2 separate regions of the Mus musculus genome follow, and region 1 is linked to region 2. Evidence: chromatin contacts called from public Hi-C data. All regions are on one chromosome and are shown on one strand. The core of a region is the stretch at or near the end of the contact, and the rest is flanking DNA. Distances in the headings are between cores, read along the strand shown. Region 1 holds the start of Sec23ip (Sec23 interacting protein). Region 2 holds the start of Kdm8 (lysine (K)-specific demethylase 8).

Region 1 (3,460 bases), core at 249-2,748, 3.3 Mb after region 2:
TTCTGGGCCCTCTTCTGTCCCTTTTCTCATCTTAATTGTTATTTTAGTTTTTTTTCCCCTTCCTGTTATGGTTTAAAATAAAAAAAAATCATATGTTGAAGTTAATTATGCAAAGTGATGGTTTTGGAATTTAGGCCTTTCTCTCTCTCTCTCTCTCTTCTCTCTCTCTCTCTCTTTTTATTCGAGACAGGGTTTCTCTGAATAACCCTGGCTGTCCTGGAACTCACTTTGTAGACCATGCTGGCCTTGATCTCAGAAATCCGCCTGCCTCTGCCTTCCAAGTGCTGGAATTAAAGGTGTGCAACACCACAGCAGGGCTGGTCCTCTGGGATCCCTGCACTCATAAAGAGGTTTGAAGCCCTAGTTCTCAAGTTTCAACTTTAGTTTTTCTTCCTCAGGGAAGCTTTTTCTTCCTTAAGTTTTTCGCTAATGATCTGATGGAGAGAGATACATGCTCGCTCTTCCTAGAATGTTTAGATCTCTGTCCCCAGATGATGTCAGTGTTCCAGGAAACACACTTAAGGAAAGCCTGCCATTTATATTATTTTGTGTTTAGTTGATTGTTTTGCCAGATTGTAAACCCAAAAAGGAAGGATTTCAGGTCTGTTTCATATATCACTCTCTGGTATATGGTTCTCAGCCTTGCTTCTTTATGATAAAGAGAATTTTCTTGACCAACTTCTAGTCTAGCATGGCTTTTAGCAGTTTGAGGCCATGTTATCTATGACTCACCAGAAGTTTCCCCATTACTAAGCTCTGTACTTCTTGGCCCCGTTGAAATGCTTGTCGAGGTAAACTCAACACTGCCAGAATTTAATGTTTTTATTCCAGCCAAAACCTGGTAGTAGGCAGATAGGTCCCCAAACCCTAAATTACAGCAGTAACTCTAGAATGTTGCAATTATACATCTTTTCTCTGCCCCTTTGAAACATAAATCGTCTACCACTTGGAACTGCCTTACCAAAGGCACTTTTTGTTGATGCACACATTCAAGGAGATAGTAGCCTGGAGTGGTGGCACACTCCTTTTAAGCTCTTGGGAAGAAGAGGCAGACAGACCTCTTGAGAATTCCAGGCAACATCATGAAAACGTAACTGAAAAAAAAAAAGGAACCCAGCCGATAATAATTCTTACTTCCAATTCTTATGACCGCCTGTCATAAAGATATAAGAATTGCAGTGTGTGGTGGTATTAATCTCAGAAATGGAAGAGCTGAGGCAGGAGGATAAAAAGTCAGTCTGGGCAGCATAGAGAGATCCTGCCTCGCAAGCAAGCAAATAAACCAACCAACCAAAAACAGATACTCCATGAGAAACTCAGGGCGTCCAGGACATCTCAGAATCTGCGACTTCGAGCGTCAATTAACGCTAGGATTCATCGGCCACACCTCTCTATTCTATGCTGTGATTCCAGAGGCTGACCCAGTCTCGCGAGACCGAGGCTGTCACGTGATAGGCTTGGGTCTGAAGCCGATTCCACCTTATTGATTTTGGGCGGCGTCAAATTCCGGAAGAAAACCGATCCCGGAGTCGCTGGCCTGTGGCACCTGTGCGCAAGTGCGGAAGTGCGGTGGCATCCTCGCTAACCGGTTTCCGGTCTGTGTGCAGCACCGGGCTCGCAGAGCCACGTAACGGCCGGGGGTCTGCAGCCATGGCGGATAGGAAGGCTAACGGCGGCGGAGCGTCCGCCTCCTCGTCAGGCACTAACTTACTCTTCTCCTCCTCGGCCACGGAGTTCAGCTTCAACGTGCCCTTCATCCCCGTCACGCAGGCCGCCGCCTCCCCGGCTTCCCTGCTCTTACCCGGAGGTAGTGAGCCGAGGGCGCTTGGGGGCCAGTGTCTGTCCCGGGAGGCGGGTGGGACAGGAGTGTCGCCTGCTCTGAGTCGCTTGCCAGGGTCAGCAGTGACCAGCTTTCAGAGGGCCAGGGACTGGAGGATCCTGGAGGAGGGGCTCCGGTGATGAGGCTTGGAACTCCTGTCATTGCGCAACTGTTTGTTGAACACCCACTGGTGTGCTGGTGCTGGCAGAAAACGCAGCTAAATTAGACAGTTACCCTTTGCTAGAATCCGAAAGCTGCTCTCTTACTGGGAAACACCGGTGATAGGGTAGGACATCACCTAGGAGACAGTAAGTTTCTCCAGAGGAGACAATGCCTCTCTTGTAGAGGACTATACACTCTCTCCTAGTAAAAGCCCCCCCGTTACACTTTTGATTAAGCTCTGTGTATATCTGGGAAGGCTGATTTCTCTCTCTCTCTCTCTCTCTCTCTCTCTCTCTCTCTCTCTCTCTCTCTCTCGTTTGTCTCTGTCTCTCTTTCTCGTCTGTCTCTCTCTGGTGGTTTGGAGCACAGACTGTGTTCAGACCCGGCACTGCCATTAACTTGCTGTGTGGCCTCAGTCATGACATTTTACCTGTCTGCTTAGATTTCATGTTTTCAGCTCCTATCCCTGGGTTTGAGAGCAAGGTCTCTCTGTGTAGTACTGACTGTCCTAGAACTCACTGTGTAGATCAGGCTGGCCTCAAACTTAAAGGATCCACCTGCCTCTGCCTCTCTGCCTCTGAGTGCTGGGATTAAAGGCATTCGTCACTATACCCTGTCTCATTTTTGTAGAGTTCTATATCTAGTGTCCCACACGTATTGTTGTGTAAATACTTGTGAGCTAAGTACTCTGCCCCTCCATGTGGACTGTGAACTTCTTACCTCTTTTCATTTTCAGGGTCCTGTTTTTTAGTGCCTAGCACACAGGTGCTTGTTAGGTGCTGAGCTTTCCCCACCAAATAATTCCTCCTTGGAGGACTAAGGGGAGTTTCCCGCAGAAGGGAAGAAAGACAACTGAAAGCATGTGTATCTGCAGTGTCTCCTTTCTGTCATGTTTCTTCTCGGTGCTCGTAACTGTCTGACAGGTACATATGCCCGCTTACCCTACCAGGCCAGGGTGTAAGCTTTGTCAAAGCAGGGGCTGGCCCGATGCCTGGAATGCAGACTACAGAATTTCTAGTGGGAGTTTGCTGAGCGACTGGGGGGATGGATCCACGAGTGCCCCTGCCTCATGGAAGCGGTGTGACTGAAAGGTTCAGTGATGCTTTCTTTGGTGAAGAATTGTGGCTGGACCAGAGTACTGTGGAAGGGTCCAGGAATCAGTAAGGTCGTGCCTTGGGTTTTTCAGATTGTTCTCGGCCTCCAGAGTGGTGTTTGATGCACGCTCGTTTTCCTTGATGTATGATATTTAATTTGTGTGTTATTGTCGGTGCTTGACATTTCTATTCTCTTCTTCATTTTCTTGTTAATTTTCTGTTCATTACTGTTTTTCTGCCTGTGTGTCTATGTGGGGGTGTGGGACCCCCTGGAACTGGAAGTTACAGACAGTTGTGAGCCGCCATGTGGGTGCTGGGAATTGAATCCAGGTCCTCTGGAAGAGCAGCCAGTGGTCTTAACCATTGAGCCATCTCTCCAGCTCAA
Region 2 (3,122 bases), core at 183-2,682:
ACACAGAGTGAAGAGAGAGACCAAAATGTCTGGATTATATAGGGAAGAAGAGCTTCTGGGGGGAAGGGCAGTCCAGCCCCCACGCTAGAAAGTTCAGGGTTGGGAGCAGGGTATGCCAGGTAGGGACTGAGGGATTCTGGGAGAACCTGGAGGCCAGGTCTGCTTTGGTGTGTAAAATATGCACCCGAGTCCCTTGTCCTGGGGTTCAAAACCAAACAAGCATCTCTCACTGAACCTTGATCTCACTGACTCTGCTGGGCTGACAGGACAGAAACCCTGGGGACCCTCCTGTCTCTGCCTCCCCAGTTCTGGAACTGCAGGTGCTTGCCCCTGCACTTGACTTTTTACTGAGAATTTACAGCCAGGCCCTCACACTTGCAAAGCAAGCACTTAAACGACTGCTCATCTTCCCAGTTAGAGCTTTTCTTTCACAGGAAAGAAATCCAAAGCTAGAAAATTCAGGAAATAAAATAGAAGGGTGGCCTGCTAATATAGCAGGTCAGAGCTACTACACCCCGGGTGTCAGCCTGTGCACAGCTGCATGGGGACCAACATGCAGGCACCTAATTTGGCTGTCCAGCATTTTGTTGATAAGTGGGGACAAGTAGTTCGATTAATCACTTATTAAACCAAGCATGAGTTAGGTGTGGTGGCGCATGCCTTCAATCCCAGCACTCTGGAGGCAGAGGCAGACGGATTTCTGAGTTCGAGGCCAGCCTGGTCTATAAAGTGAGTTCCAAGACAGCCTGGGCTATACAGAGAAACCCTGTCTCACACACACACACACACACACACACACACACCCTAAAAACAAACAAACAAACAAACAAAAGACCAAGCATGGAACTTTGGAATGCTGGCCTGTCACAGAGAATGAAGGGATATCCTGGAGTTCTGTCTAAGTCCTATTGGAAGGATGTTTTCCTTGCAGAGACAGGCTGTGTGGAGTGGTGTGGCAGCAACCGATTCAGTGTTCCTGAGAAAACGAAAACTGAGGAGTGCCACATCCCGACTCAATCCCTGCTGACCAGTAGAAGTCACACTCCAAATCCAAGGCTAGCAGATCGCTGCAGGGAATCGTTTGCTGCTGCTGCTCCAGGCACCTCTGGAGTCAACCGGGAGAGAATGCTCGAAACTCAAAACTCGAACTGACTGCCACACCACTCCACATAGTCTGTCTCTGCAAAGAAACCATAGGCCAACTCACGGAAACCAGTCCTGCAAGCAGTACTTGTGGGCTCAAATTATATACGTGACTTCTAAAATCATGTGGCTATTTTTCTTCCACCTCGGCTTCCTACTCTGTAAAATAGGGAGAACTCATTATCTGAGTTGGAAGGATTGGGTAGTCGCAAGTGACAAACTGCTCTGCAAGGTATGACCCGGAAAAGAAAGCTCAAGCCTCCCAAGTCTTTGAACCGGAGGAGGGCGGGGCCTGGCATCGATTGCTCCGCGTTCCTCTAGGCACCCGTCGCGATCAGCCGAGTCAGAAGTGATCGATGCTCTCGGTGTAGTCGGTGATAAAGCCAGCCGAAGAATCTTCGCCCGGACGGAACCAGTCGTCGCCAGCAACGAGAGACACAAACAAGTCCAAGCGCCAGAGAGGTTAGTTGGAGCTCCAGGCAGCTGCAGTTGCTTAGACTTGCAGCCTGGCCGTGAAGGACGGATTGCGCAGGCGCCATGCTAAAGCCCGGCGCGGGCGAGCCGGGACGGTTTCACGCAGGCGCCTTGGGAGGCCTGGGAGCTGCTTGAAAAGCCGCGTGCGTAGTAGCTATCTGCTCCCCACAAACAGTTGAAGGAGCTGCTAGGGATGTCAAATAGCGCATGCGTGCAACTGTCGTGCCCTTCCCTTTTAGGCTTCGGTTAGTGGTTCAAGTGTGAGGATAGGTTTAGTGGCGAGACCGGCCCACATAACCACGCCTGCGCCGTCTGTCCGGAAGGCATGGCTGCGGCCACTGCTACCTGTTTCCAATCTCCATCCTCGAACCCGTTCGCCCAAGTCCGCCTGTCCCCCGTAAGCGGACAGAGGTCCACAGCAACAACCAAAGACTTCCTGGGAGTCGGGGCGTCTTCTCTTAGGCCACTTAGCCAGCCCTCCAATCCAGACTGTCCAGAAGGGCGTGAGCAGCCGGGTACTTTGAGAGAAGGACTGCACGTGCTTTCCCTAGACTGTTGTTCATGCTAAGGCATCCAGCATCCCGCTTAGCAACCAAAACCGGTTTCTGTAATGCATCCCCAAAAAGTGCACTTAGGAAGCGAGGCTTGATTCCGTTCGGCCCCGTTTTTGGCTCCTTTGGTTTTGGTGTGAGCAGCTTAGTTCACTTAGGAAGCCCAGATAGAACCACACAGATTAGATCCTGCACCCTTTGGGTGACATCCTTTCGCAAAAAGCGTCGTTTTGTACACCAACAAATGGGCCTTTATTTAAAGACCTTTTAGAATTAAGGCTACAGAGAAACGTTTTGTGCAACCCGCACCTGGCCATTACTTGAAAGCAGTGCCTTTTGCCTGACACGTGAATGTAGAATACCAGAAGGCCACCTTGCAAGCAAAGACACAGCCCCTACCAACTTCAAAAGCAAAGCAATGGCCGGCAAGATGTCTTTAAGGCCTATTAACTGTTGCACTGTGGGAGAGAAACTTATACTGGAACATATGAGGCCATTGAGGCTGGTACATGTGGCCTGTGTTTGGGTGATTGTGGGTGTCATTTTACCAACAATAACCCCCGGTTTTGTTTGTCTAGGCTCTTAAATTTATAGTCTCCTGGTTTAGGTGGTGAATTCCACAGTTAGGCCATCTATACCTGACTATTGGAAGCCTATTTATACATCTCACAATAAACTTTTATATGGTACTCTGGGAAGCCAATTTAGAGGCTAGTGTGGGTACACTGTTAAAGACTGGTTTATAAACCAACAGTTGCTCCCTTCTGTGGCAGGCCTTTTGGTTAATACTGCCTTTTCTAAGAGGCAATTCGGGGAGAGGGTATAGGAAGCCAGGCCATACTTATAGCCAGGTTACAGGGCCACTTAGTCTGGTCCTATCTGTGTCAGACCGGGTTGTGTGGGAGCACTGGGGGGTTGACTTGAAACCTGGGCTTGAGGCCATAGAGAAAGGCA

What was found. A called contact is a pair of places that touch in the nucleus more often than the background predicts.
Region 1: a Hi-C map of myocytes shows a contact between it and region 2, with 3 times the contacts expected there. The contact joins the promoter of Sec23ip here to the promoter of Kdm8 in region 2. A contact is called at or near these places in 1 of 39 promoter capture datasets (pre-B cells) and 1 of 484 Hi-C or Micro-C datasets (myocytes).

The regions. Positions count from the first base shown.
Region 1 is chr7:128,743,372-128,746,831 of GRCm38.p6, forward strand. Sec23ip (Sec23 interacting protein) reads left to right here and starts at 1,499. Exons shown (of 19, transcript NM_001029982.2): 1 at 1,499-1,807. The coding sequence starts at 1,651.
Region 2 is chr7:125,443,188-125,446,309 of GRCm38.p6, forward strand. It overlaps Kdm8 (lysine (K)-specific demethylase 8), which reads left to right and starts at 1,433. Exons shown (of 8, transcript NM_029842.5): 1 at 1,433-1,605.